6 separate regions of the Mus musculus genome follow, and regions 1, 2, 3, 4 and 5 are each linked to region 6. The links are chromatin contacts, called in public HiChIP or PLAC-seq and promoter capture Hi-C maps. All regions are on one chromosome and are shown on one strand. Each heading gives the region's core, a stretch centred on a gene start, on an enhancer-like site or on the middle of the called end of the contact. The rest is flanking DNA. Distances are from core to core; before and after follow the strand shown.

Region 1 (4,367 bases), core at 118-2,617, 1.5 Mb before region 6:
GCTAATACTCAAGTCACAGGCAAGTAGTAAGAATGAGACATATAACTGGGTGCTTTACAAAGTGGGAGGCGTATGTGTAACAGGTAAAACTGGAAAACACAAAGGTGATCTCCAGTTTCTCACAACATGGACAATGGTATGAATTTGTAGAAACAGATACGAGCATGCTACCTTCCAACATTTAGCGGCAAAGAGTGACCTAGGTGTGAGATTGAAAAGCGGTGGCGCACGCCTTTAATCCCAGCACTTGGGAGGCAGAGGCAGGCGGATTTCTGAGTTCAAGACCAGCCTGATCTACAAAGTGAGTTCCAGGACAGCCAGGGCTACACAGAGAAACCCTGTCTCAAAAAAAGAATAAAGGTTCCATTCCCAGCAGCCACAGACTCAAAAGTGTCTAACTCTCAAGTTCCAGTGGGCCCAACACCCTTTCCTGGCCTCTTCATACATGTAGTACATAGACATACATATAAGCAAAACAGCCACACATATAAAATAGAAACAAGTCTAATTAAGAAGTAGGGCTGAGGAACTTGCTCAGTGATTACCAGAACTTGTTGCTCTTCTACAGGACCTGGACTTGATTCCCAGCATCCACATGGTGGCCCATAAATCTCCTGTATATCCAATTCCAGGGGATCCAACTTCTTCCCTCCTTAGGCCCGGCTCACTCTGTAGACTAGGCTGGCCTTGAACTCAGAGATCTGCCTGCCTGGTTCCCGAGTGCTGGGATTAAAGGTGTGTATCGCTTCCCCTTGCGAGAATATTATTTCTGAATGGGGGTTTGGGTGACATTTTCTGACAAAGAAAGTAATGTCTAAGCACTGGGGGCAAGGACATTTATAAAGCTGGCAAATAGGCTTAACTGGTTCCATTCTGTCCTTCTCTAACTTTTGTCCTCCTAGGTTTCTGTTCTGCAGTTACCTTGGATTCTAGGAATAATATGACAGATAGAAAAAAAAAATTGTCTTTAGGACAGAGAAATGGAACTAATCCTATCCATGCTAAACCTAGCTGGAAAAGGTCTCCCAGTCCCAAATGGGAACAAACCACCCCGAGATTAGCTCTCCTAAAGCTTATGGGAAGCAGATGTGCATGCTGACAGGGCAGCTGCTGTTCTAGACCCACTTCCAGGAACCAGAACAAGGACAATGGCCAGCCAGACCACTGGCCTGACCAAGGTGACCTGCTCTGTCAGCTGAGCAAACTTTCAGTCTCTGCTTGTTTCCCTTTCCTACAAAATCTCAAGTTCTTGTCAGCTGATACAAGACATATCTGAGATTACTGAGCCTGGCTGCCCTCCCCGATGTGGTCACCTGATTAATGCTGCTTTCCCACCCTTCGACAAGGCTCTGCTTGGTTGGCAGGTTGGGCGAGCTGGGACTGGTCTACTGGGACTTCTAAAGGACCTTTGCCCTGAATCTTTAGTAATAGTCTCTTACCAGTAGAAAAGATAGGAGAGAAAAAGTTAATTTCTTATACTGAGTTTGCTTTTAAAGCAGTATGAGCCACTTAAAATTGACAATGATCAGGATTTGACCATGCTGAGCTGCTTTCGACCTTCTTTCTATTCAATAACGAATATAATGTATGTCGAAGTAGATGTGTTTTGTGTGTGTGTGTGTGTGTGTGTGTGTGTGTTTAGTCTTTTTGGGAGGAAGAAACAGCAGGCTTCATCTCCTTGTCATTCTTCCTTGACCTCCTTGTAGTAGAAATTAAACGGGATAACAAAAGGTGAATGCCTTGCAATTTTAGAGAAAGATGATGTTGAGCTAATTTAAAATCATGACTGAATAATTAAGATGCACTGAAAAATCAATTATACCATGTTAACAATATCATATACAGGGGCAAAACAGGAAGCAATTCACTCTAATCATTTTAATTTGAAAAGCTTACTATAAAGGATTTGTAAACCCACTTATTGAATATAAAAAGTAACAGATTATCATGTATAATTTCCAAAAGGCACACCATCATTTAATCATTCATTAAAGTTTGCAAAACAAATAGTTTGTTAATTTCCATTTATATAAGGAAGAGCCTCACTCCTAGTCAGTTCTTCTCAGTAACAAACTTCCTCAAGAGCATAAAGGCAAATCTGTAAAACTCACTCATTACAATTAGAGTGAAATAACTGAGGATGGGTCTTCTAATTGCACCACATTTTATTAAGTCTAAAATGCCAGTGGTTATAAGCCGAATTATTTTGTGTAACACCAGAGAAGATGGAAAGAAAGCTGTCATTTTTGTTTGTTTTGAGACAGGGTCTCCTGACCCAGCATCCAGAGTCCTGGAATTGAAGGTGTAAGCCCGAATATAAATATTATCAATTAAGCTATAATATGCTTACTTATGCCACTCATCTTCAAAAGAATTTAATAAAATTAGTTTCAGGGCTAGAGAGATGTCTCAGCAGTTAAAGAGCATTGACTGCCCTTCCAGAGGACCCAAGATCAAATCCTAGCATGGCAGCTCATGACTGCCTGTAACTCCAGTTTCAGGGGACTTCACACCTTCACACAGACATATATGCAGGCAAAACATTAATGCACTTAAAATATTGTCTTAGGGTTTTACTGCTGTGAACAGACACCATGACCAAGGCAAGTCTTATAAAAAACATTTAATTGGGGCTGGCTTACGGGTTCAGAGGTTCAGTCCATTATCATCAAGGTGGGAGCATGGCAGTATCCAGGCAGGCATGGCACAGGCAGAGCTGAGAGTTCTATGTCTTCATCTAAAGGCTGCTAGTGGAAGACTGACTTCCAGGCAACTAGGATGAGAGTCTTAAACCCACACTCACAGTGACACACCTACTCCAATCAGGCCACACCTCCAGATGGTGCCACTCCCTGGTCCGAGAATATACAAACCATCACATTCCACTCCCTGGCCCTCATAGACTTGTTCAAAAACATGAGTCTAAACATAGCATAAGGCAAAATGCATTTAGTCCAATTTTCGAAGTCCTCATAGTCTATAGCAGTCTCAGCAATGTTAAAAGTCCAAAGTTCAAGGTCTCTTCTGAGATTCATCTAATTAATTAACTGTAATCCCCAAAGCAAGGCAGGAAATCAGCTGGGCAAACTCCAAACTCTGCATCTCCAAGGATGATGTCAAAGCAGTCTTTAGAACTCCACTCCTTTTTCATCTTTGTTGACTGCAACAAACTGCTTTCTCCTGGGCTGGTTCCACTCCGTTAGCAGCTTTCCTCAGCATGTATCCCATGGCTCTGGCATCTTTAACATCTTTGAGTCTCCAAGGCAATTTCAATGTTACAGCTTCTTGTTTCAGTGTCTGGGATTCCACTTGATCTTTTGGACTCCTCCTAAGGGCTGGCATCTCTTCTCCAGCTCTGCCCTCTGTAGCACTCTAAGCTCAGGTTGATCCACTCCACTATGGCTGCTGTTCTTGGTGATCATCCCATGGTACTGACATCTCCAATACACTGGGGTGTTCTACTTCAACTAGGCTTCACCAATAGCCTCTCATAGGCTCTCTTCATGGTGCCAAGCCTCAAATCCTTTGCATGACCCCTTCGGTCCTGGGCCACCAACTACAGCTGAGGCTATACCTTCTCCAATGGCCTTCCATGACCTTTCACAATGCCAAGCTTCAGCTGTTCTTCATGATACCTTTATGCCTTCAAAACCAGTACCACCTGGGTGATTCTTACACATTACCAAGTCCAGCTGTAGCACGAGGTACAACCTTGGCTATCTCTGGAACACAGCTTCTCTGTGCTCCCAGAAAACACTTCCCAGAAGAGTTCACCTCAGTGATGCTGGTCTCTTCTCAATCACTGCTAATTTCTTAGCTCCAGCTAACCAGCATCAAATTGTCCCAATAGTTCCTTCCATTTTTAACTGTAGAGCCAGAGCCACATGGCAGAAGCTGCTGAGTTCTGCTGCTTGCACGAGTTAGAACACTTGTACTATTACATTGTCACTGGCTTTATGTTTTCCAAACCATTCACTGCCTAAGCTTGGCTATCCTGGATCTTGCTCTATAGATTGACCTTGAATGCAGAGATCAGCATGCCTGTCTCCTGGGATTAAAGGTGTGTACCACCATGCCTGGATCTTAATTTAGCTAGATAGAATCTTGCCCCAAGGTCCCACTCCCTTAATCTGTTATCTCCTAGAACACAGGATTTTGCTTCATTTCACTTCCTGGTATGTATGCCTTTAATACTCGAACCATATAATTTATATTTTTCCTTTCTAAGCTTGCTATGCTTGTTCAAACTTCTCTTCATAAGACTTAACCAGAGAACAAAGTCTTTGCTGGGCTTTTTTGAAACTTCCTTTGTCAATGCAATTAATCTGAGTCTCTTCACCTTAGCCTCAGGCACTTTTCAGACAAGG
Region 2 (4,575 bases), core at 511-3,010, 1.2 Mb before region 6:
AAGCCCAGTTACACTGTGAAGCTTAAATATGGTTCCATGAAGTAACAGAAACCACGAGGAAAGACCCCTGAGTACAATGCTCTCTGTGTGATTTGAACAATCCTTTTTTTAATGAGATTTTTTTTTTTAATGAGTTCATAAGATTGTTGCCCGCTCCTGTCAAAAGTGAGACAAAGGGGTTGGCATACAAAAGATAAGAGAAGGAACAAATAAGATTGAGTGACTAAAGACCCTTGAGAGTTGAAGAAAAAGCAGCAGAGAGGCCAGCACATTTCTGGCTCAGGTGTTCAGGAAGAACATGGCTAAACTACCCAGAAAGCCCAACCTGAAAACCTACAGAAACAAGATTACTCTTCTGTCAGCTCCAGCTCCAAGGATTTAGAGCCATGATGAACAGATAGCCAATAGTGCCCATGGCCCTTAGACTAGGGCCATTTTCCTCATGGGGTGGATTCAGACATGACAGGTAAGGAGGGGGATAGCAGATGTAACTCTTCAACCCGGTAGAAAAGAACCAAGGCTGCAAACATGACATACAGCAATACTTCTGGAGCCGCAGCGCCTGAGAAACTCTTATAAACTGTCTTGGAGAACTGGTTTATGCTTTGAAGACAATTCAAGTAGCCCTCTGGATAGTTAACTTTCTCGGGAGTGGATATTTTTTCTTGTTGAAACCAAAGACTCCCATTATTACCTGCACATTTGGTCTGTTTCTTTTAGTTGCCCCTTCAAATGCCAGGTAAGACAAAGACGCTGGCTCACTCCCTCCAACATCAACTTTGAATATATCTCCAGATTTAGCGATCACTATGCCAATCACGTGGTCCCCTTTCACAGGTACATACTAAAAGCAGAATGAAAGAACAGTCATAAATAATACAAATATCATTACAAAATATCTTCTGAAACTTTCATCTAGGTTGATCAGGGTGGGTCTCAACCTATCCAGCCAACTCATACTCCCCATGTAGCTGCAACTACAAAACCGGCCCGCACCAGTCCAACTTTATGAACGTCTAATTCACACTTGATCAAGTTTCAAGTTTTCTCAGCATCCTTTACAAGTCTGGTGGCACAAGAATCTTTACATTCAAGGAAACCCACTCCATTTGACATTATTCCTAAGTGAAAGCTCTTAATTATTCTATGGGAATTTTAATTCCCTGTGATTTATTTGGACTCATTGCAACTGGGACACCAAATGGCAACCCCGAGGCTTTGGGTTTTTCAAGACAAGATCTCACGGAACCTTTCTCTCCTGTCACCCTTCTCAGGATGTGTTCCTATTGTGGTTCCTCTAAAGAAGATGCAGAGAGGGGGCTAGAAGCCACCGCGGCTCTAGATTCGCCTTAACCTATGATCGCTTGCAGGGGGCCCACTTTCGCGGCAGCGCCGCCTCTCCGACATCCGCTCACCCGCTTCTGCTGCGAGTCCACCCAGTAAACGCCGCCGCCGCCTCCGCTGGGCTCCTTGTGACGCAGGCGGCCACACTTGGTGACCAGCAGACGGTCCCCGCAGCGTCGCAAACCTGGGCCACACACTACGCGCAGCCTCGGGCGCGCACCCGCATTCAGGCGTAACGGCTGCTCCCCGGCGCCGCCAAGGCCGTCTACGTCCTCGTGGTCCGGCAGCACCAGCTCCTCCCCGGGGAGAACCACCTGATTCAGCACCTTGTGCACGGCCCGTGCTCGGCAGCCCGCCACCGACTCCGGTCCCGCGGACAGTACTTCAGCCATGGCAGGCGTCACCATCGCAGCTTCCGGTATCTACTTCCGCTTCCGCTACCCGCCCACCAGGGTCATCTCTTTCCGGTGGTTGTGGGCTTTCTGAGTTGGACTTGAGCTTGGGAGATACTCGCTTCATCCCATGGGTGCTACTCCCTGCCCTGTGTCTGTAGCTTCACGGTACCTAATGTAACAATCTCCCACCTCCTCCCACACACATCACACCTTTTCACCTACTTGAGTTCATCTCTTCAGTGGCTTGGGAACATCGGTAACTCAGGAATTCTCCCAGCTACTTCTTTGGGAGCACACTAACAGCTATGTGAGAAACTGTTAAATCCAAAACCCACAATGTGCAAGAACTTAAGAACTTACAGTTTTCTGACTTTGGGGTTATCTGTGAAACCAGCGTTTCTCTGTCGGCATCTTCAATGAGTAATTGATTCAGTTCTCCAACAGCACTGAAGGCCTTGGCATTGACTGAGATCAGTTGCTTGATGCTTTGCTGCCAACTCGAGTTTATAGATTTTTTTTTTAGGGAAGGGGCATCACAATTCCTGCAAATTTGGTAAAATGCTGGCAAGCCATTTAATCCCTGGATATAAGGGACAACTGAAATACAAGTGCCCCAGCCAAGTTGTTAATTAGTGCTATTGAAAGACTGAGAGTAAGACTCCGAGGTAGGCAGATAAGGAGAGGAGCCACGGCTAGGTAACAGGTGATGAATTGTCAAGTTGGCTAACTTCTTCCTCAACCTCAACCTCCTAACTCAATACAAGCTTAGCAGCCTCAAAAAAAGGCTGTGTAGGCTTTTGTGTAGAGGGTAGGAGGGCATGTGCTTCCAGGTAGTCCTATAGAAACCAGAATTGTTAAACATGCAGATCTTTTTCTTCAATGGAAGAAATTGACAGCTATTCACTTGGAAGGCTGGAATGGAGGTTGTTGAATACCAGGTAATTTTACCATTCTGTGGAGCTAGCTCTCACCTGAATCCCCCTTTTCCTGAGCATTTCCAGTCCATAGACTCCATCCTTATAAGAGAGATCTCATGGATTTGAAAAAGAGTTTGCTATTATGATTATAAAAACCTTTCCTCCCTAGGCTCTTCTCCTGAGCATGTTTTCTCAGTCAACAGAACCCACTCTTGTGGAAGAGGTCATGGTGCTTTTCAAGAAAACATGCACTTTGCAAGGGAGTTTAGATATAACCGTGTCCTAAGCTTTGTGGTAATAGTTGTCACAAGAAAACCTTTTTTTTTTTCTTTTGAAAGTTTTACTGTTTAAATAAGTAATAAATAAATAAATAAAAATAAACTGGAGTCAGACTCCCGAAGTTTGTACCAGCCCGGCTAAGTCATGCTGAACCACGTTTACTTCTTACTTTCTGGGGATCCGCTGGCAGCAGAGCTTGCAGGGACCCCCACACTTTTAACTCTCACCTGCAACAACAGCAAGCCCCCTGCTGATGGGCCGGTTGAACAAGTTCAAGGCCTGCACAGGACACATTACACAACAGTTCTGGCCTAATTCACCATCAATTCTTTATTCAAATCGACCAACCCTACATTTGGGGGAGGGGGGGGGGAGAGACTCTTCAAAGACTTTAAAAACGCCAGTTCTCCAGAAAAGATTGGATTTGGGGTGCTGAATCCCCTATGTATTTTGAAAAGGGTCTTTTTCTTGGTGTCCAGTTTGTGGTTTTCTTCACTCCTCATAAAGAGCTTTCTTCAACAGCTGATTATGTCGTCTGCATTTGAGAGGTTTCTGCTTCCACCTGTCGAGCGCCATTTTTTTTCCTTTCAAGCCCCCTAGACTGTACCACTTGGTTAGTCTCTCACAGAGAGACGTTCTCTGGGCAGAGGTAAATTATGCTTCTTTCTTCCTTTATAACTCAGGTCTCAAAAAACGATAGGTATTCTGTGACTAACCAACCAAGCCCACTTTAATTCAATGGCTCAATGCTATGCCTTTGGTGTATTCAGTGATGTCAGGCCTCTGAAAGGTGGAGAAGGAGAATGAACGTTGCTCATTCTCAGGACTGGTCCTCAGCACCTACCCTAGGTAGTTTGGAGTTTCCCAAGGAAATAGAATACAAAATCTAGGGCAGGAGCCATACCCGGTGCACTTCTTTTAGCAAAGGGGCAGGAGGTAGCCCACGCGTGGATTCAGAAAACAAAGGAGGCTAAGTCATTGGAGACTCAAGGCCAGAAAAGGCGGGCCCTTGCAAGCACCACCCACCGGACACGCCCGCGAGGGCCTCGAGCTGGAAGGCTTGTCGCCTGAGCCCTGCCAAGTTTGTACTTCGAATCCTCAGGTTCCTGCGGTAGCGCACCTGCGTGCAGTTAAGAGTCTGTCTCAAAGCATCCTGGCTTATAACCTCTTCGGAATTCAGCAGCAAGAGGGATACTCTGGATTCGGGAGTGGTGATAGTCATGAAGTCTCGAAACGACAGGAGGTCTTTTTTAATGGTGGTGTAAATGGCTGTGGCCGTTGGAGAATAAAGAGAACACTAAAAGACAGTATAGGCCATGTGGGTACCTCTTTCTCAGTCTGGCTTGTGCAACTTTTCCCTGAGTTGCCCAGGTAGACTCAGCTGCGTCTATATTGAGTTTGCAGTGGAGGCCATTTGGGGGTTTGAGTACCACAGGCCTTCATCCCTACTTAGGCAGCCGAGTGTTACCACCCTGAAAAACTGGATCTCAACCGAAGCTTTTCAAGCTTTTCCTAGATGTCTTAGTTTCTCTGTCTCCGTCTCCCTCCGTCTCCGTCCCTTCCTCCTGCTATCCCCTGTGTCTGTCTCTGTCTCTCTCTCTTGGTTTGTTTTTTACATATGTTTTGTGGAGAGGTAGAGG
Region 3 (4,013 bases), core at 1,498-3,997, 1.7 Mb before region 6:
ATCATGCGTTAGCAGCTAACTGCTCAGAATTCAGCATGTTAGTTAATGACACCCCATTGCTTTGAGCTGATATGGGTTTACTTTGCATATATGTGTATACACATGCACGTGTCTCACCAGAGGTCAGAGGATAATCTATGGGAGTCAGTCATCTCCTTCCACCACTTCAGTTTCAGAAATCAAACTCAGGTGGTCAGGCTCAGCAGGAAGTGACCTCACCCACTGAACTATCCCTCAGTCCTCCACCTTTTAAGGTATTTTGTTGGCTGCATGAGTAACAGTGAGAGGCGAGGCCACAGCCATTAAGGGTTATGCTCATTAGCTTTACATTCTCAAGAGAAACAAGGTAAAGGAGCAGCATATTTATTCTGGCTCACACCTCTCTCTTTATCCCCTTCTAACTCTGTCTGGGTGCTTAGTTTCCCTGGATGGTAGGTACAGCTCACATTTAGGTCCTGACCTAACTCCCTCACTGAAAATATGCTCACAGGATACCCAGAAGGGTTCATCAGTGCTTTTCAGTTTGATTAAGCTGATAAACTCAAGATTAAGCAGTATTCACTACTTCTGGCAGTTAGAAATCTGTTCATCTGAGTCGGTTTCTCCTTTTTTGTAAATAGAAATTAACACTAATAATAAAAATAATCACTGAGCACGGTGGCACACGCCTTTAGTCTCAGAAGCTCAGCAGGCAGATCTCTGAGTTCAAGGCCTGTATGGTCTGTATAGAGAGTTCCAGAACAGCCAGGACTACACAGTAAAGAGATCTTGTCTCAAACAACCAAACACACATAATAAAAAAAAGTTAGGTTTTTAAGGTTAGGTTAGGTTGCACCAACTTGCAATCCCAGTACTTGAGTTTAAGGCTGGACTAAGCTCTGTAGTAAAACCTAAAAAACTAGCAAAAGGGGCAGCAAAACAATATTGTTATGAATGGGGGTACCTGGTGGGTACTTAGCTCATGCCAAGGCATATTCCTGAGTAATTATGCCATGCAACAGATCTGGTATAAAAGAGGTTTCCTGGGGGAAGGGAGAGGACTGAGGACCTGGGACAGGGTAGGAAAGGGTATAGAGGCAGGCAGGGGCCACGAGGGCAAGAGGTAGGGGGACCTCTGAGGACAGACGGGGGAGAGGGAACTCTGAAAACAGAGAGGGGGGAGGGGAAAAAAGAAAAAGGAGAGGACATATGAGATTATGGAACACACAGAGAGCCGGGTGGCCAGCAGTCCTTTTATAGGTCCTCTAATCCCTTGCTCGGTCCCTGGGAGGAGTCTAGTGAAATCACCTGTAAGCTAACAATATACTAAGAGGAGTTATTATGGCCCTTGATTAAAAATTCAGTCTTTTAATACACACATACACACACACAAACACACACACAGCATTCCTTTGGCACATATTCCCTGAACTGTCCAAACATGTGACCTACTTCTATACCACTTTTTCTATCCCCCAAATAGGTTTTTCAATTTTGCCTTTTTATAGTGTCTTGTCCCTTTCTTTCCTAGCACATAACCATAATGCTAATCGAATTTTGTAATTATTTTCAAACTCCTAATACTGTAACAAGACCTTAAAATTCTTCTACTTTATCTGGACTTTCTAGAACAGCCTGACATTTTCCTGAAACTCTTCCCCCAACCCCCCTATAATTTAGTTTAAGTAAATATAAGCTTAGTTTTCTAATAACGTAGAAGGCTGACAGCTTGGCTCTAATATGTTCAATAAATGTTGGCAAAAAGATTTAAAATCAAACTCATCTATCAGGGATGTTGTCAGTACCTAATTCGGTATTTGTAAAGTTGCTTAGATGAACTTATGTTTGTTTGTGTTTGACTGTGACAAGGTCTTAAGTAGCTCAGGCTATCTTTGACTGCTCCACGTTGCTAAGGATGAACTTGAATTCCTTATTTTCCTTTTTCCACCTCCTCTGTACTAGGCTGCTTATGTGGTGGAACTTAAAAATGAACCCAGGGCCTTCTATGCGGTAAGCAAGCACTTTACCAACTGGGTTACACGTCCAACCTCATAATTAAAGTTTTTTTGTTTTTTTGTTTTTTCTTAAAGGTGTGACCAAGGGAACCAATGCTGGAGGCCGTGAACACCGTCTCCTAGTACCAGAAAGAACAGCATTTACTCCGTGTTGCAGGAGTGCAGCTCTTCACGGTTCACAAACAGTTAACAAGGCGGAAGCACCTCCGAGTGCACTTTACAACCTAAGGTGAGAAAAGCCGTGCGGTCACTATTCCCACTAGCGGAAAAACCAAAACCCAAACCAGACACTCTCAAAAATGCCTCTTCCCGCGCTGGCATTATCAAGGTCCCTCTCCGAAGTCACCTACTAACCCTAAATCCCCTACTAACTCTGACCTCCACCCGGAAAAGGGGCCGATTTGCTCTGCGCCACGTGTTACTACGAGGGCGTCACCCAGAGCTAGAAAAGAGACAGCCCCTGCCGACCGGACCAAGGTATCATGGGAATTGTAGTTTTCTTTCCAACACGGGAGTAAGTGAACTCGCACTTACTTTTGCCCTTCAAGTAGCTTCTATTTAGTATAACTCATAAGATAAAAATATGCACCATAATTTTTTCAGCCGAGATTTCTTTTCGAAAGGAAGGATGAAGAAAAAAAGAACAAAACCAAACACAAAGTTTATAGGCGGAGAAAACAAAGGGTTAATAAGCGTTACGCATGCGCTCGGAGGACTCGCGGGTTGGGCGGAAGGACAGCTCCCAAGAGCTCTGTTTTCCCCGGAAGTACCTTCTCCTCCCTGGAGTCCGCGCGGACGCGGCTTCCTTACCTCATTTGTCCTCGCCCCTCCCCGTTCCTCTACGCGTTTCGGTTCCTGGTTGGTGCTTCCTGGTCGCGGCCGCGGCAGTGAGTATGTGTGTGACGGACCCCGAGCTGTCCCGCGGCCGGGGGACCCCTTCCCCTCTCCGCCTCGCCCGCGGAGCTGTGGAACTAATGCGTGCCCCTCTCTGGCCTTCCCCTCCCGGTCCTTCGGGGCTCAGCGCAGTGCAGCGCAGCAAATGGCCTCTCAGCTCCGTGCCGCCCCACGCGGCTCAGTGACCGGGCTGGGGTTTGGCGGCCCGAGACCAGGGCTTGGGCAAGGCTGGGCGGCGATGGCCTTGACGGGCACGTCTTCTCTGTCGGCGTTACTCCACCGCCTCCCACGGTTCACCCGTCCTGGGGAGGTGGGCCAGTCCCGAAATGTGGAGGTCTCCCTTCGCTGAGGGGAACCTGGCCCTCAAGGATGCGTCCAGTCGGGGGCCACCTTAAGCTGGTGCTGTCAAGTAGCCGCTTCACGAGTAGACACAAAGAATCTGGGAACTATGCCCCATTCCTTATATAAAACCAGGGTATCCTAAGATGATCCTCTGCCCCCGCGCCCGCACACCCTAACAGCAGACAGTTGTAGTCAATTTTACTGTGGGGAAATCGAGGTTGGGAGTTGGCAGCCCCCAGTTCCAGCCATCACTGATTAGCTGCCGACGCTCAGAATACCTTTAGGTCGAGTTTACTGTGATTTCAAGTCTCAGGGTTGAATGAAGGAAACTTTTTTTTTTTTTTTTTTTTTTTTTTTTTGAGACAGGGTTTCTCTGTATAGTCTTGGCTGTCCTGGAACTCACTTTGTAGACCAGGCTGGCCTCGAACTCAGAAATTCGCCTACCTCTGCCTCCAGAGTGCTGGGATTAAAGGGGTGAGCCACCACGCCCGGCAGAAGGAAACTTTTAAGGGCCTTTTTTAGCCCATTGGATAATTTTTTTCCTGAGCCTGTTTTTCCCAAGTATAAAATCACCCTTAATTTAATGACTAGGCTCCCTTCAAAAGCTCTCGACTTGGTGTTGAACATTTAGACCTTAAATTGCAGCGTGTGTATTTAAGACGGTGTTGTGCTTTAGGGACAGTTAATTATTGTCATTTAGTCAGAGGATGGGGAATGATCTGAGGGAAGAATTGGAAGTGAAAATTGTATGAAAACTACACGATTAACAGTGCATGGGACAAA
Region 4 (4,441 bases), core at 256-2,755, 1.1 Mb before region 6:
TGCAGTGTTCTGATAAGAGTTTAGAAGGCTCATCAAGTAAGGAGCTAACTGCCAATCAGCTCAATCGAGAGGTGGGAGAAAAATTCTGGAAAGTTGTCCTCTGACCTCCATTCAAGCGCCTTGGCACATTAGAGCCCCCCAACCTCCCTCCCCAAATATATATATATAAACTTTAAAACATGGCATGTTTTATAACAACACTCAGATCACTAACTTAACTCTGATAAACTGGTTCCTATTTAAATACTTCCAAATGATAATCTTTTGCAACTTACTATAAAATGTATTTACTACGACTGCTCTAGTTTGCTGTAAGGCACCGAACCTAACACAAGGGAGCAAAATCCACTTTGATCCAATAAGGGTCAAACTTCTGTGATGTAAGCACAGTGTAAATTCTAAATACTCAATGTAACTTTCAGCCCACAGGGATATGCAAAAGCCAGATATGACCTTAGTACAAAGGTCTTTGACCAAAAACAGGGCAAAGGGTGACTGTAATTCTTAAAAGACGTGAATTCCCACTAGTCAGCAGGTCTGAGTCAGCATACAAAACCAGGGTCAGGCAGGGTTCAAGTGCTAGTTACAGCAGGATTTTACCACTGCAAATGCAAAGCAACAGCTGTGACAAAAAAACCCATTATCTTAGCTTCTATCTGACAAAGGAGACTAGAGTCAATTCTTGTCAGAAGTGTCATGTCGCCCTAAGAAACGCTAAGGGTGACGACTCTGGTTTCTCATGTGCCCTGGATCCGAGTCTTCAAATCCTTTCAAAGCAAAGGCGCCGGAGATCCATTTTGGTACGGTAACTCCACACACAATTCATTCTGCTCAATAGACAACAGGTAAAAACTGACAACCAGAAGGTGGGCACTAGGACCAGCTGGGCAGCCTGTAGGGGCCAAGACAAAGGTTAAGCTAAAAGTCGTAAACATGGCCGAGGCGCTGCCATCCTCTACCTAAGCTAGCTACAACAATCCGCACAGAAGGGAACAATTGACGCCCGCCCACCCACCCGCCCGCCTTAGACTCTTTCCTGCGTGATGAAACATGGTGCCTCGGAACGAGCATTCTCCAGGCTTCCATCTGCCCACTCGGGGAGGACGGAGAGGCGCTGGGCGGAATGGCCAGCACCACCGGATACCACGGGCCGCCGCGATCCCGCGGGTGGCAGACAAAGGGAACCACGGGCCACCGCGATCCCCCGGGGCCTGCATCTCCCGAGCTGTGGGCGCCTCCCTGCCGGAGCGCGCCGCAGCACCACAGGGCCCTCGGCCGGAGCCGGGCCGCAGCTGCCGGGACCCGGACGCGTGGAGAGCGCAGGACCTGGAGCTCGGCAGCCCGCGACCCTGCTTCAAGCCTCCCTTCTCTCTGGCCCGAAGCTAGGGCAGCACAGCGGCCTCCGCTCCCCACCGCACCCCACCCAGGACTCACCCACGGCCCGGGGCGCAAGCCCGCAGGACGGCTGGCGAGCGAGCCCGCGCCCGCGCAGGCGCAGACTGGTCCGACCCAGGCAGGGGCGGGGCGGGGCGGGGCGGGACGTCGTCGAGCCACGTGACCAGGGCCCTGCCTCGCTCAGGGTCTGGGTAGCGCTATAGCTGCCTTGTACTGCGTCCGGTCCGGTACTGACTCTTGTCGCACCTTTTGCCAGGCTGTGGGGGTGCCGCTAGTCTCCCCGCCCCCCTGACTTAAGCTGAAGTTATACGGTGGCCTCGTTGTTCCACAAAACAGCAAGCGCGTCATTTAGCGTGTAGTCTGTTGAGATCCAGGGCTGTAGATAGCGCGTGCGTGGAGGCGCGAAAGCTTCTGATGAGGCGATCTCAAAGCTTGGTGGAGAGCTCTTTGTCACCGCACTTCACAGGACACCTGAGTTGTACATGAGGTCATACAGCTAGCCTCTTTTTCCTTAGATGCACACACAGTTTGTGGAGTCTTGGAAGGAGAACCCTGCTGTGAGTTAGGAGAGCCGGGTCAGAATTATAGCCGTGACATCCCTTGAGTGACTTTTGGCAAGTTATTCGTCTCTTCCATGAGTGGGTTCCTCCATGTTGTGACATTTGAACAATGGTTCTGATTTGCAGAACCACAGGCGATAAATGTCAGTGGACAGAAAGGACAAAGTCAGCCTTCGTGGGCAGGCTCTTCAGCAGACTCCTGAATGTGCGACCAGCTTGCCTCTTAGGACTGGGATTATCTCACCATTACACACCGTTCCAGGTGGGTGACCCAGCCTGCTTAGTGTTTACAGGTTTCTGAAGCTGTCGGAAACCACGCCTCCTAGGCCACGCCTTCTAGCGTCAGCAAACGGGAGTGTCAATCTTGGTATTTCAAAGCCTCCTTTAAGGAAGTTTGCCTAGAGATCCAGTCAATGAGTTCCTAAGAGGAAAAAAAATTACAAAACATTTCTTTTTTAAAAGAAAATAGATTTATTCTACTGTTAGCACATGTGTATAAGTACCCAGAGAGGCCAGAATAGGGCTTCAGATTTCTTGATCCTGGAATTATTAAAGGCTGTGAACTGTCCCATGTGGGTGCCAGACTCAAGAAGAGTATATGTTCTTTTCTTTTTCTTTTTCTTTTTCTTTTTCTTTTTTTTTCCAGAGCTGAGGACCGAACCCAGGGCCTTGTGCTTGCTAGGCAAGCGCTCTACCACTGAGCTAAGTCCCCAGCCCCTTTTTTTGTTTGTTTGTTTGTTTGGTTTGGTTATTTTCGAGACAGAGTTTCTCTGTATAGCCCTGGCTGTCCTGGAACTCACTCTGTAGACCAGGCTGGCCTCGAACTCAGAAATCCACCTGCCTCTGCCTCCCGAGTGCTGAGATTAAAGGTGTGCGCCACCAACGGCCCGGCACAGTGTATGTTCTTAACTGAGTGACCAAGCAACCTCTCCAGCACCCAACCCTCAAGTCTTAAAATAAGTTCCTGATTTTGGGTTGGGCCACACTGCTAGTGTCCTCTGCCACACGTACAGTCATGGCTCCCTGAGGAGGTGCCAGCTGTGCAGCAGGTACCTCCAAGGGAGGTCAGAGTCTGATGGACCCAAAGCCTACAAAAGCAGAAGTATGAGAGGCTTTCCCCTTGAGAAGGTGTGGGAACAAAAAAACGGGGCCCGGGGGAAGTGGGAAAAGGGAAAAAAGGCCCACACCCCGCCAGAGTTTCCCTATCCTATGACCACCGGGGTTCAGACCTCAGCTCGACTGGAGACCAGCCTGTCTGTGCAGAGCCCAGTGCCCCACAATAAGGAACCAGGGACAGATTCATGGGGTAAGAGGTGTTTGAACTGGGCCTCAGGGTGATCTGATGGAATATGGGCCAGAGAAGGAAGTCACCTCAACAGTGGGAGGGAATAAGACAGTAAATGCCAGATAGTGGGCCTGTTAGTGCAAACCTCCCTCCCCTGTCATAAGCACAAGGGACAGGTTTTTGGATCTCATGGTTTAGAACAACCAGGCAACAATTGGGGAAAGGGCATTTACCTCAAAATTATGTTTGCCTTGGCTTCTGTGAATTTCTATTCAAATGTATTATTCAAAAAGCAAAGAAACCAGGCAGGTATCCAGTGTGTTCATAAGCATAAATAATTAATTTCAGATTAGAATGGAAAGGTTATTCTCCTGTGTGTGTGTAGGGGGGGGACATAAAGGGAAAGATTGGAATTAAACATACAGTTAGGGATGTAACCGACGCAGAAGAGTGTCCCTCCCTCCTCACCAGAACACTCGTGTCTGGATGGAGCCAGTGCGGTCCTGTCATGCTGCAGGCCACAGTGCAGGCCTCTAGCTTCTTCTCAGAAGCTTCCAGGGACTTTACTCACTGTTCTTGAAGATCTGTAAAGATGAAAGCCACCTGTTTTTAAATCTAGAATTCATCATCAGGATAGCTTTCCATATCCAGCCCCATTCATTATCCGTCTATCTTTTGTTGGTATCCTAAAACTGTTCTACCTCCACAGGGGCCTCGGACAGCGTCCTCTAACCCAGGTGTGTTTGTGTCATTGCTCAGCTTTGGGACCTTCCCAGGCAACCCATTTCTTAACTTGGCACACAGGACAGTCCACGGTCGGGCTCCTCTGCCTTGCTGTGACCTTCTCCCTAGCTAACCTTCTGAAATGCAGTCCTGGGCGACTGCTCATGTTTTGCAAATCCTTGTGTTCTATAAACCTTGTCCTTGTCACCATCAAAGTTTCACCCAACATGGTAGCCTGGCAAGGTCCTATTGCCTCTTCCACCTAAGGCTTTCCCTGGTCACCTTGGGCAAAAGTGACTCCTCTTGCTGCCTCTTCCCAGACACAGAGAGGTCAGAATGTTACGGTTGCCCAAAAAAGGTGTCTCTTTCCCACAAACAAATCCCAAGAACAGAACGTTCTGACTCATTCTTGGCTCTTCAGCTTAAAAGTTTGGCTCCAAAGGAAGCATAGGTGTTTGCCAATAAGCTGGAGGTGGTG
Region 5 (4,397 bases), core at 823-3,322, 1.6 Mb after region 6:
TTTTATTGAGGTATGTCTCTTGCATCCCCGATCTCTCCAGGACTTTTACCATGAAGGGGTGATGAATTTTGTCAATGGCCTTTTCTGCATCTAATGAGGTAATCCTGCGTTTTTTGTCTTTGAGATTGTTGATACTTGACACTCCTTTTAAGCCTCTCCTCCCCAAACCCAACCTTTCTGGGGCTACTCCACTCTTTTTATAGCTCCTCTACCTTCTCATAGATACAATCACACATTTTTCTCAGTGTTCACTTTCCTGCTACATTTCTAACCTTGTGATTATCATTTAGAAGAGCCATCTCTTTAACCACCTTGAAGTTGTTTGAATTCATATCTACAGGCTCTCCATGAAAGCAATCATGTTACCAGGTAATAATTTCTTTTTTGTTTTTGTTTTTTCCAAGATGTATTCTCCTTACTGTTTTGTTTTCTTTGGATCTACTGGGTTAAGTTAAGATATCAAGAAAACTTTGTCTCGTGGCAGCAGATCTTATTATCCTAATAACTTTATGGCTTAAGGCAAGAGCACAGAGAATGGTCACACCCCTTATGTCTAAATATTGAAAGATTCAATTAAGTATTGTAGATTGTAAGTGAGGCTAGCCAAACTGTTAGATTAAATATCATTATCTCTCTACATGACACACCTAAGTTACAGCAAACATCATACAACCACCTGGAAGGCCAAAGTCAATTCCAGAGTGCCACAGCTCCCTGTTGTACTTTTTCAAAACTTAACACTAGTTATCTTTACTTCAAAAGGTCTTGTTTAATGGATTCGGTGTGTGTGTGTGTGTGTGTGTGTGTGAGAGAGAGAGAGAGAGAGAGAGAGAGAGAGAGAGAACACACATCATCTCTCAGTGAGCCTGGAGGTTACCAATTCAACAAGACCAGCTGGGCAGCAAGCTCATGGATCCTTTTGTCTATTTAGATAGTATTAGGATCATAAACATATACCACAGAGCTTGGTTTTGTATGTGGGTGCTGGGTGTCCAAACTCAGGTCTTCATTGTGAAGCAGGCACTTTACCAATTAAATGATTCCCTATTGCTTGTTTAACTGACTTTGGCATTTTACCATCCATCCTATGGCATTACCTAATACCTTTATTTTTCTCCTTGGGATGAAAATTTGATAGATATGCCTCAATCTATGAACTAAGGGTACCATAAACACTAACATCCAGTATACCCCAAAGAAAATTCAAATAGCTTAATTAATAATGAGCTTTATTTTAAAAATTGCCTTTCAAGACTTTCTTAAGCCCCTAATCTGTGGGCTAAAATTCCCCCTCTACTTCCTTTCTACCTGCAGATCCTAAGAACTGAGTTTCCTTACAGCTAACAGGAAATGTTCTTAAGACTGTTGAAAACTTCATCATCAGAAGATCCATTTCAAGCAAAGACCTGAATAGTCATATATATATTTTAGTTGGCTAGGTCTTGAGGTCAGAACATTCAGAGAGGAGAATCAATGACCTGCACACACTTCAAAGCTTGTTCTAGCAGCAGCTGGTCCAACTGGAACTACTTGAGAAGAAATTAGGAAAACCAGCTGTGAGTACAGCGCTGTCACAAACGGGCTGAACTGGAGTGAGTCACTTCCTATCTGTGCTGAGCCTCAAAGTGACCAGGTATCATTTTAATAAGGACAGACGCCCAAAGCACTGCAGCAGGCTCTGGACAAAAAAGTTTATGCCTTCTTTCATTTGTGCCTGTGGCTATTCAGATACTCCTAGCCAGTCACTCAGGGGCTCTGGGAGGCGGGGCGGGGCGGGGCGGGGAAGGATGGCACTGGGTTCCGAGCTTCAGTTTTTACACACCTAAAGAGCTAGGGGCACAAGGCCGTCCTCGCCAACAAAATTCAAGGAACACAATGTGCAGGAAAACTGTAACATGTAGAAGGTTATCCAAGTGTAAATTGTCTTAGATACAGTACACAAGACGACCCATAAAACACTTGGAATTGTTCATCCAGTGGTTGGCACACTATATTACCTCCACGCCCACTGGCCGGGTAGGGGGCGGGGCCACATATCCCGCCCCTGGAGACGCCCCGCCCCTCTCGCGTCTGCGCAGTGTGTATCGACGGCCTCGAGCGCCTAGGCGGGAGGTAAGGGGCTGCCGGGCTGCCGCCACGGGGTCGCTGGGCTGCGATGTGTCACCGCGGGCCGGGCTGTGGACGCAAGGGAGAGGCGCCGGTCACCAAGCCCGGCCTCGGGTCAGTGTGAGCGCCGGGGCCGCGACCAGAAGTGGCCAAGCCTCTCTGTTTTCAGTTTTGGAGTAGCTGTCCCTGCGGGAGCGGGGAGGCCGAGGCCCCACTGCGCTATGCCCTCCCGGGTCGCTGTGAAGAGCTGCTTCGGGCCCTGGGTCGCCGGGCCAGCCGCGCCGCTGGGGTCGTTGGTGTGGCCTGGGTGCGTCCTGGTGACTCCGTGAGGGACGACGCGACACCGGTGCCCAAGCAGGACGCGGAGAGGCCGCAGCTGCGGGGACCGAGCCAGCACTTACTCTCCTTGTACCACCCACATGCCCAAGGGGACGCATTTCCTTGGGAGATAGTGTTATCAGCAGTTTGGGACCTTTTTCCTGGAAAGGGGCTCTTTCGCTTTTAAATAACTCTTGAGTAATTTACTTCACCTTTGGGTACTTTTTCTTCTTGTGGAACCCTAGTATCATGGTACCCATATCATCTTAGTTGCAAGTACCAAGAGATTAAGTTTATAAAAAGCACTTGACACCTCTCACTGCAAATGTGTGTGCTTGGAAAATGACTGCAGGCCTGTCTTCTACACGTTCTTTCATCCATGAAACAGCAATTATTATACATGCACAAACACCAGACAAAAAAATTTGGAGTCATTTGCAATTATTGAAAAGTTGCAGAAGTTGCTGGAGGCCTTGGTGGCCCATGCCTTTAATCCCAGCATTAGGAGGCAGAGGCAGGAGGATCTCTTGACTTCAAGGCTAGCTTAGTCTACAGACTGAATTCCAGGACAGCCCTACACAGAGAAACCCTGTCTTAGAAAAACAAAAAAGAGAGAAAGAAAACTCGTACACATAGTACAGAACACTACAGCGCCCTTGTGTTAGTATTTTACATACCATCCTTAATACAGTCACAGAGAGCAAGAGATTACTATCTGGTTAACTGGGTCTCTTGGGATTCCATTCTTTTTATTAGAGTCCCTTCTGTATTCTACAATGGTATCTAGTAAGCAGCCTTACTCTTGATGGGCCTGGCGACATTACCTTTTCCAATCTGTAGCAGTATCATGACTTTGTGTGCTTTGAAGAGTCAGGAATGTTGGTAATGCCTTTCAAGTAGGAGTTTGTCTATAGTTAGTTGGGACTAGATTGTGTTGCATTTCTGTTAAGAATACCACAAGGTATAAGTACCCTTTTCAGTTTATGCCTCCATGGACCTTCCAGATGGGACCTACTGCTTGTGTGTTGACACAATCAGATGACTTAGTTAAATTTGGTATCTGGGAGATTCTCTATAGCAATTAGTAGTCCAGTTATTCCCCAAGTACTATTTATTACTTTGATACTGTAACAGCCCTCAATTTCCCTCCTTTATTGACTTCTGCTCTAAGGAGGCACTTTCCATCTGGTTTCTTTATCTGTATTCACTATTTTGTGTCAACATAAACTCCTATGATTGCTGGGTACTGATGACCCACGCCTTTAATCCCAGCACTCAGAAGGCAGAGGCAGGTGGTTCTCTGAGTTCAAGGCCAGCCTGGTCTACAGAGTGAGTTCCAGGACAGCCAAGGCTACACAGAGAAAGCCTGTCTTGGAAAAATAAAAAAAAAAAACAAAATCTCATATGATTATTTTGCTGTTATTATGTACTTAATATATCAAATTGTTCTCACTTTGGCCATTAGAAGGTTTTGTGTTGTCCTTATTATTTTCTGTACCTCTGTGACTTCTGCACCAGTTCTGGAATCAACCGCGTCTCTAAGGACTCCTGGTCTCCTTCGCTCACCTGCAGCTTGCTGCCCTCTCTCTGTCTTTCAGAATGGTATTAGACACTAACACCTGTGGTCTAGGGGTGCTCACTGCTACTAGGGTGCCATTACACTCAGAGCCTCACCAAAGACAGCAGTACATGCATATATACATCCATGTATGCAAGATGAACGTTTATCTCTGTATTTATAGATTGTGAAGAAATCAAAGTGCAGACTGGTACCTCTGTCTTTTTACACGACCAGGATCATCCTAGTATTGGCTCCTGCTTGTTCTCTAACAGTGAGAACTGACTCATTTCCTGGGAAACCTTTCCCTATCTGTTCAGTCCTGGTATATGCAGAAATTCATTCCAGGATGTCTGAAATATACAACCCAGAGAAACACACAGCACAGCTGTTCTCACCTTCAACCTTACAGTGA
Region 6 (4,572 bases), core at 1,233-3,732:
CATTCTTTCTTCAGTTAGACACAGTGGCACATGGTAGTGAGCCCAGCACTTAAGGCGGATCCAGGAGCTCATGGCCACGTTCAGCTGTATGGCAGTCTGGGCTACATGAGGCCCTTTCTCAGTACAAGAACAAACCCACGGGCTGGCGAGATGGCTCAGTGGGTAAGAGCACTGACTGCTCTTCCGAAGGTCCTGAGTTCAAATCCCAGCAACCACATGGTGGCTCACAACCATCTGTAATGAGATCTGGCGCCCTCTTCTGGTGTGTCTGAAGACAGCTACAGTGTACTTACATATAATAAATAAAAAAATCTTAAAAAAAAAAAAAGAACAAACCCACAACAATAAAGAAACGCTAGAATAACTGCTCCCCTGGCTGACGTGGAACTCACCGTGTGGCTGCAATGTCGACAAGTGCTGTGGTTATAGGCTGGAGCCACCATGCTTGGCCGACATTGTTTTCTTTAGCCAAAAGGGACTGAGTTTCTTTAGTGCCATATTTCCTATTCTCAGTGATCAGTGTTGCTCTGCCAACTAAAGTTGAGGCAGTAGGTCTCTGCCAGCTGCTACAGCACACCAATGTCCTGTCCAGCCATGAGTCCGGCTTTTAGTTCCTTCTTGCTCACTCTGCAGCAATGGGCCTTCCATGTTGACTTGCCCTCTCTGGGACACTCGCCAGTTCTCTGTGGGTGTTGTCTGCTCTCTGCTTCCTCTGCTATGACCGCCCCACCCCCTATCTGTCCTGCTTTCTCCATCTCCTCAGCCTTTCTTCCTGGGGATGGCTTCCAGAGCTCCCTCCCTCTCAGTCAGGTTCAGATGTGTTTCTTCCTGTCTTGTGGGTACTTTGAACTACATGTTTATTCCAATGTGTTCAAACCCTCTATTCTGGCCGGGCGGTGGTGGCACCCGCCTTTAATCCCAGCACTTGGGAGGTAGAGGCAGGTGGATTTCTGAGTTCGAGGCCAGCCTGGTCTACAAAGTGAGTTCCAGGACAGCCAGGGCTACACAGAGAAACCCTGTCTTGAAAACACCACACAAAAACAAAACAAAACAAAACAAAACAAAACAAAACAACCTCTGTCCTGGCTGTCTTCCGTTCTTCAGTTCTGTGTAGTCAAACAGGAAATCGATCTAACTCTGAAATCCAAGGAGTGTGCTGTAGGAGACCCGGGCTGGGAGACACTCCAGGGCCGCAGTCTGAGCCCCGCTCTAGAGTTCAGGATGACTTTGGCCAAATTAGTGAAACTCCCTGAGGCTAATGCCTCTCATATAGTAGAAACAGCTATGGCTGTCTAAAATGTACTGCACTGTGGACTGGAGGCATGCATGGTTCAGCGATAAGGCTCATTGGCTGCTCTTCCAGAGGACCTGGGCTCAGTTCTCAGCATCCACTTGGTGGCTCACAATCGTCTGTACTCCAATTCCAGGGACTATGATTCCCTCTTCTCAGTTCTTCAGGTACCAGGCACACATGTGGTGCACAAAACAAACCATATACATAAAAACAAATTAAACAAATTAAATACCATACCAATTTTTGCAATCAAAGATTTCTTTTTTTGTTGTTTTTGCTTTTGTTTTTTTCGAGACAGGGTTTCTCTGTATAGCCCTGGCTGTCCTGGAACTCACTTTGTAGACCAGGCTGGCCTCGAACTCAGAAATCTGCCTGCCTCTGCCTCTCGAGTGCTGGGATTAAAGGCGTGTGCCACTATGCCCGGCTTCAAAGATTTCTATATACTGTCTTACAATTCTATATGATACTTCTGTTTCAGGGAAGAATGTAAACAATGCTTGAGAAGACCAGAGAGTCATAACTGTCTTAATGTTAGCCACAAATACCATTTTAGTGCTTCTCAAGTTGCATCTCACAAGGTTACTAAGATTCCCCACCACCACCCATTTCCTTCACTCTCTTGGAAAGTGAGGTGGCTCCAGAGATGCCTTGGATGGGGTATAACCTGATATGGCAAAACCAGGAGCCACTAGGGTTTCCTGAGGCATTTGGTGTCTGCCCTTTCCCTCTAACGTGATTTTTCATGAGATTTCTAGAAAACTGCAGACTACAGTTAGTTGTTAGCGGCTGCGTGGAAATTCCTGTTAGTCTGTTGACAAAAGACATCACGCAGATTCTTGGGTGAGCGCTCCTCTCTGTCTTATGCTCGCAAGATTTCCTCGTCTTTCTGTTCTGTCTCAGAATCCGCAACCATGGGATTCGAACTCTAGAACACCTACTTTCCTGACTGCTTCATGGGCTGCACTCTCTCCTTGTTCTTCTATCTAGCCATAAAGTAGACCAAATTGTGTCTAGAGGCGTAGGCAGCGCTGGAGGGGCGGGGCTTGCTTTTCTCCCCGCTCTCTGCAGAGGTAAGGCTCCGATTGGCTGTCGAGCGAGACGGGGCCCGCGGATTGGCTGCGCGACAGCCGCCGGCTGACGTGGCGGGGCTGAGACCTGCGGGCCTGCGCGGCGGGTGCGGAAACGCCCGGGGCAGCAAGCAGGCGCGGGTAATGCACCATGCCGCTGGAACTGGAGCTGTGTCCCGGGCGCTGGGTGGGTGGAAAGCACCCGTGCTTCATCATCGCGGAGATCGGCCAGAACCACCAAGGAGACATAGATGTGGCCAAGCGCATGATCCGCACTGCCAAGGTGAGGGGCGGGGCCCGTGGAGGAGTAAGTAGCGGAGGAGCCCAGGAAGGTTGACGGAGGAGTTTGCAGGGAACCCGGGCGGGGGGCAGGCTAACGGAGGGGCCCGGGAGAATTCACGGAGGGGCTTGGGAGAGCGCGGCCGCGATTGCCTTCTGGTCCTGTGCTCCGCGTCTCTCTTGCCTCGGCTCCCCAACTCCGTCTAACAGCTGCTCTTGCTCGCCCTCCCAACCGATCTTCTTTCTGTTTAGATCAGCTCCTACCCTTGCCTGGCCTGCTCCGTGGCTTCCTACCTAACCAGAATCTTAGGGACCCAGCCCCTTCCTGCTTGTCATATGCCACCCCAGAGATCCTCCCGTGTGATATTTGTCTACAGTCCTTGGAAGTTGGTGTGGTTTTTCTCAGTCCCAGTGTTTGGATTACTAACCGGTAAAAAGTGCAGATCGGGTTAGGGACTAAGCTGCCTGATTTGAAAACCCGGCTTCATGGAGCTGGGATGAGCATCCGTGAAGGGAAGGAGTGAAAAGCACAATAATTAGTCCAGGGCTCCTTGGGTGACCACTAACTACAGCTGCTGAGATGCTTGTGACTACACGCCCACCCACTTCTCTTAGTAAGTTTCCACACGTTCAGTCCGAACGACAGGGATGGCTTCTCCAGCTACAGCCCGCAGCCCTAGGTCTCACGGTGTTTTGCTTCTAGTCCTTTTAAAACAGGGACTTACTCTAACCTGGGCTAGACTGGGAGTCATCATGTATCCCAGGCTATCCCTCAGATATTTTGCTTCAGGCTTCCAAGTACTGGGATTACAGGTGCTAGCCTTCACTCAGGACTTGTCATACTTTCTTTTAATCCTTTCTTTGTTTTGAATGAATCTTTGAAGAGAAACCGTCCTGTTCGTCATTGTGACCCTAACCCTCAGCTTTCATAAAGTCTACCCTGTGATTTCTTTTTTCTTTTTTCTTTTTTTGGTTTGTTATCTTTTTAATTGATTGTTATTATTGTTTTTGGAGACAAGAGTCTCACTCTGTAATGTAGATTGGCTTGGAATTTACTCTGTAGACTAGGCTAGGCTCTCAAGCTTGGACCCGTTTTCCTGTCATAGTCTCCCAAGTGTCGAGAGTGTAGGCATGGGTCATTACATTCAGCAGTTCCTGGGGCTGGAAAGATGGCTCAGTGGTTAAGAGCATTGGCTTCTTTTCCAAAGGACCTGAGTTCAGTTCCCAGCACCCACATGGCTGCTCACAGCTATTTCTAACCCCATCGAGTGTCAAGATAGCACTCCACTCTCTACATGGACTCTCTCAAATTCAGTTTTATCTTACCTTTCCTTAGAACTAATTAATTGGTCTTGTGATCACAGTACTGTTGAAGCACAAAAGGACTTTAAAGTAATAACTGCTAACACAGTTTTAGATTGTCACTCTTGAGATGCGGAACTAAGTGCTTTTGTGTACTCTCTCTTTTAATTCCTATGATGCTTGTTGTCAACTTCATTGATATCTTTGATCCTAGCACTTGGAAGTAGAGGCAGTCAGATCTCTCTGAGTTCGAGGCCAGCTTGGACTACTTAGCAAGTTCCAGGCTCATCAGGGGCTACCTAATGAGACCTCGTTTCAAAAATGTATAATTTTTAATCTTCCCTTTAAACACAGGTTTCCTGCCTTTGGACTATAAAGAGGGAAATTCCTGCTTTTGATTGAAAGGGACAGCCTGTTTTTCCAAGGTGTGACCTCCTTGTATGGTGAGGTTGTAAAACCTAGAAATATAAAACCGTGCAAACAGAGTTATAGTTTTTTTCTCATGGGTTCTCTTTAGTTCTGGAGGGTATTGGGGTCAGGGGGCACAGTGGCGGGGCTGGGGCTGTAAGCAAGAGCCCGGCCTAGTGTTAGGACATTGTGAGTTGACTGATCCTGAGCCCTCGATGACTT

What was found. Promoter capture Hi-C pulls out the DNA fragments that hold promoters and counts their contacts. HiChIP or PLAC-seq counts read pairs in DNA pulled down with a chosen protein or histone mark. Capture Hi-C pulls out chosen DNA fragments and counts their contacts.
Region 1: a promoter capture Hi-C map of liver shows a contact between it and region 6, with 3 times the contacts expected there. The contact joins the enhancer-like site here to the promoter of Nans in region 6. A contact is called at or near these places in 12 of 39 promoter capture datasets (the 3T3-L1 cell line, 3T3-L1-derived adipocytes, the HPC-7 cell line and 7 more), 1 of 484 Hi-C or Micro-C datasets (B cells), 1 of 115 datasets of contacts at active chromatin or transcription factors (forebrain) and 1 of 9 other capture datasets (liver).
Region 2: a promoter capture Hi-C map of liver shows a contact between it and region 6, with 2.6 times the contacts expected there. The contact joins the promoter of Exosc3 here to the promoter of Nans in region 6. A contact is called at or near these places in 3 of 39 promoter capture datasets (hippocampal neurons and liver) and 1 of 484 Hi-C or Micro-C datasets (B cells).
Region 3: a promoter capture Hi-C map of cranial neural crest shows a contact between it and region 6. The contact joins the promoter of Zcchc7 here to the promoter of Nans in region 6. A contact is called at or near these places in 2 of 39 promoter capture datasets (cranial neural crest and liver).
Region 4: an H3K27ac HiChIP or PLAC-seq map of thymic regulatory T cells shows a contact between it and region 6, with 6 times the contacts expected there. The contact joins the promoter of Slc25a51 here to the promoter of Nans in region 6. A contact is called at or near these places in 4 of 39 promoter capture datasets (hippocampal neurons, liver, neutrophils and 1 more) and 1 of 115 datasets of contacts at active chromatin or transcription factors (thymic regulatory T cells).
Region 5: a contact with region 6 is called in a promoter capture Hi-C map of adipose tissue. The contact joins the promoter of Stx17 here to the promoter of Nans in region 6. A contact is called at or near these places in 1 of 115 datasets of contacts at active chromatin or transcription factors (pancreatic cancer cells) and 1 of 9 other capture datasets (adipose tissue).

Annotation. Positions count from the first base shown.
Region 1 is chr4:45,004,329-45,008,695 of GRCm38.p6, forward strand. The region is part of intron 1 of Zbtb5 (zinc finger and BTB domain containing 5); the gene reads right to left. Among named protein-coding and RNA genes, the nearest start is that of Zbtb5, 5.9 kb to the right of the region's middle. Within about 2 kb of position 1,368, at least 20 of the 459 cell types and tissues checked have an H3K27ac peak or open chromatin away from gene starts, as enhancers often do. A contact at or near this core is called in 3T3-L1-derived adipocytes and liver, where this site is marked.
Region 2 is chr4:45,318,856-45,323,430 of GRCm38.p6, forward strand. It overlaps Exosc3 (exosome component 3), which reads right to left and starts at 1,761. Exons shown (of 4, transcript NM_025513.4): 1 at 1,416-1,761; 2 at 695-844. The coding sequence starts at 1,736.
Region 3 is chr4:44,753,812-44,757,824 of GRCm38.p6, forward strand. It overlaps Zcchc7 (zinc finger, CCHC domain containing 7), which reads left to right and starts at 2,748. Exons shown (of 9, transcript NM_138590.4): 1 at 2,748-2,881.
Region 4 is chr4:45,407,261-45,411,701 of GRCm38.p6, forward strand. Slc25a51 (solute carrier family 25, member 51) reads right to left here and starts at 1,506. Exons shown (of 3, transcript NM_001009949.3): 1 at 1,435-1,506. Gm46852 (a long non-coding RNA gene) reads left to right here and starts at 2,130. Exons shown (of 3, transcript XR_001784277.2): 1 at 2,130-2,217.
Region 5 is chr4:48,122,847-48,127,243 of GRCm38.p6, forward strand. It overlaps Stx17 (syntaxin 17), which reads left to right and starts at 2,073. Exons shown (of 8, transcript NM_026343.2): 1 at 2,073-2,112.
Region 6 is chr4:46,486,847-46,491,418 of GRCm38.p6, forward strand. It overlaps Nans (N-acetylneuraminic acid synthase (sialic acid synthase)), which reads left to right and starts at 2,483. Exons shown (of 6, transcript NM_053179.3): 1 at 2,483-2,644. The coding sequence starts at 2,513.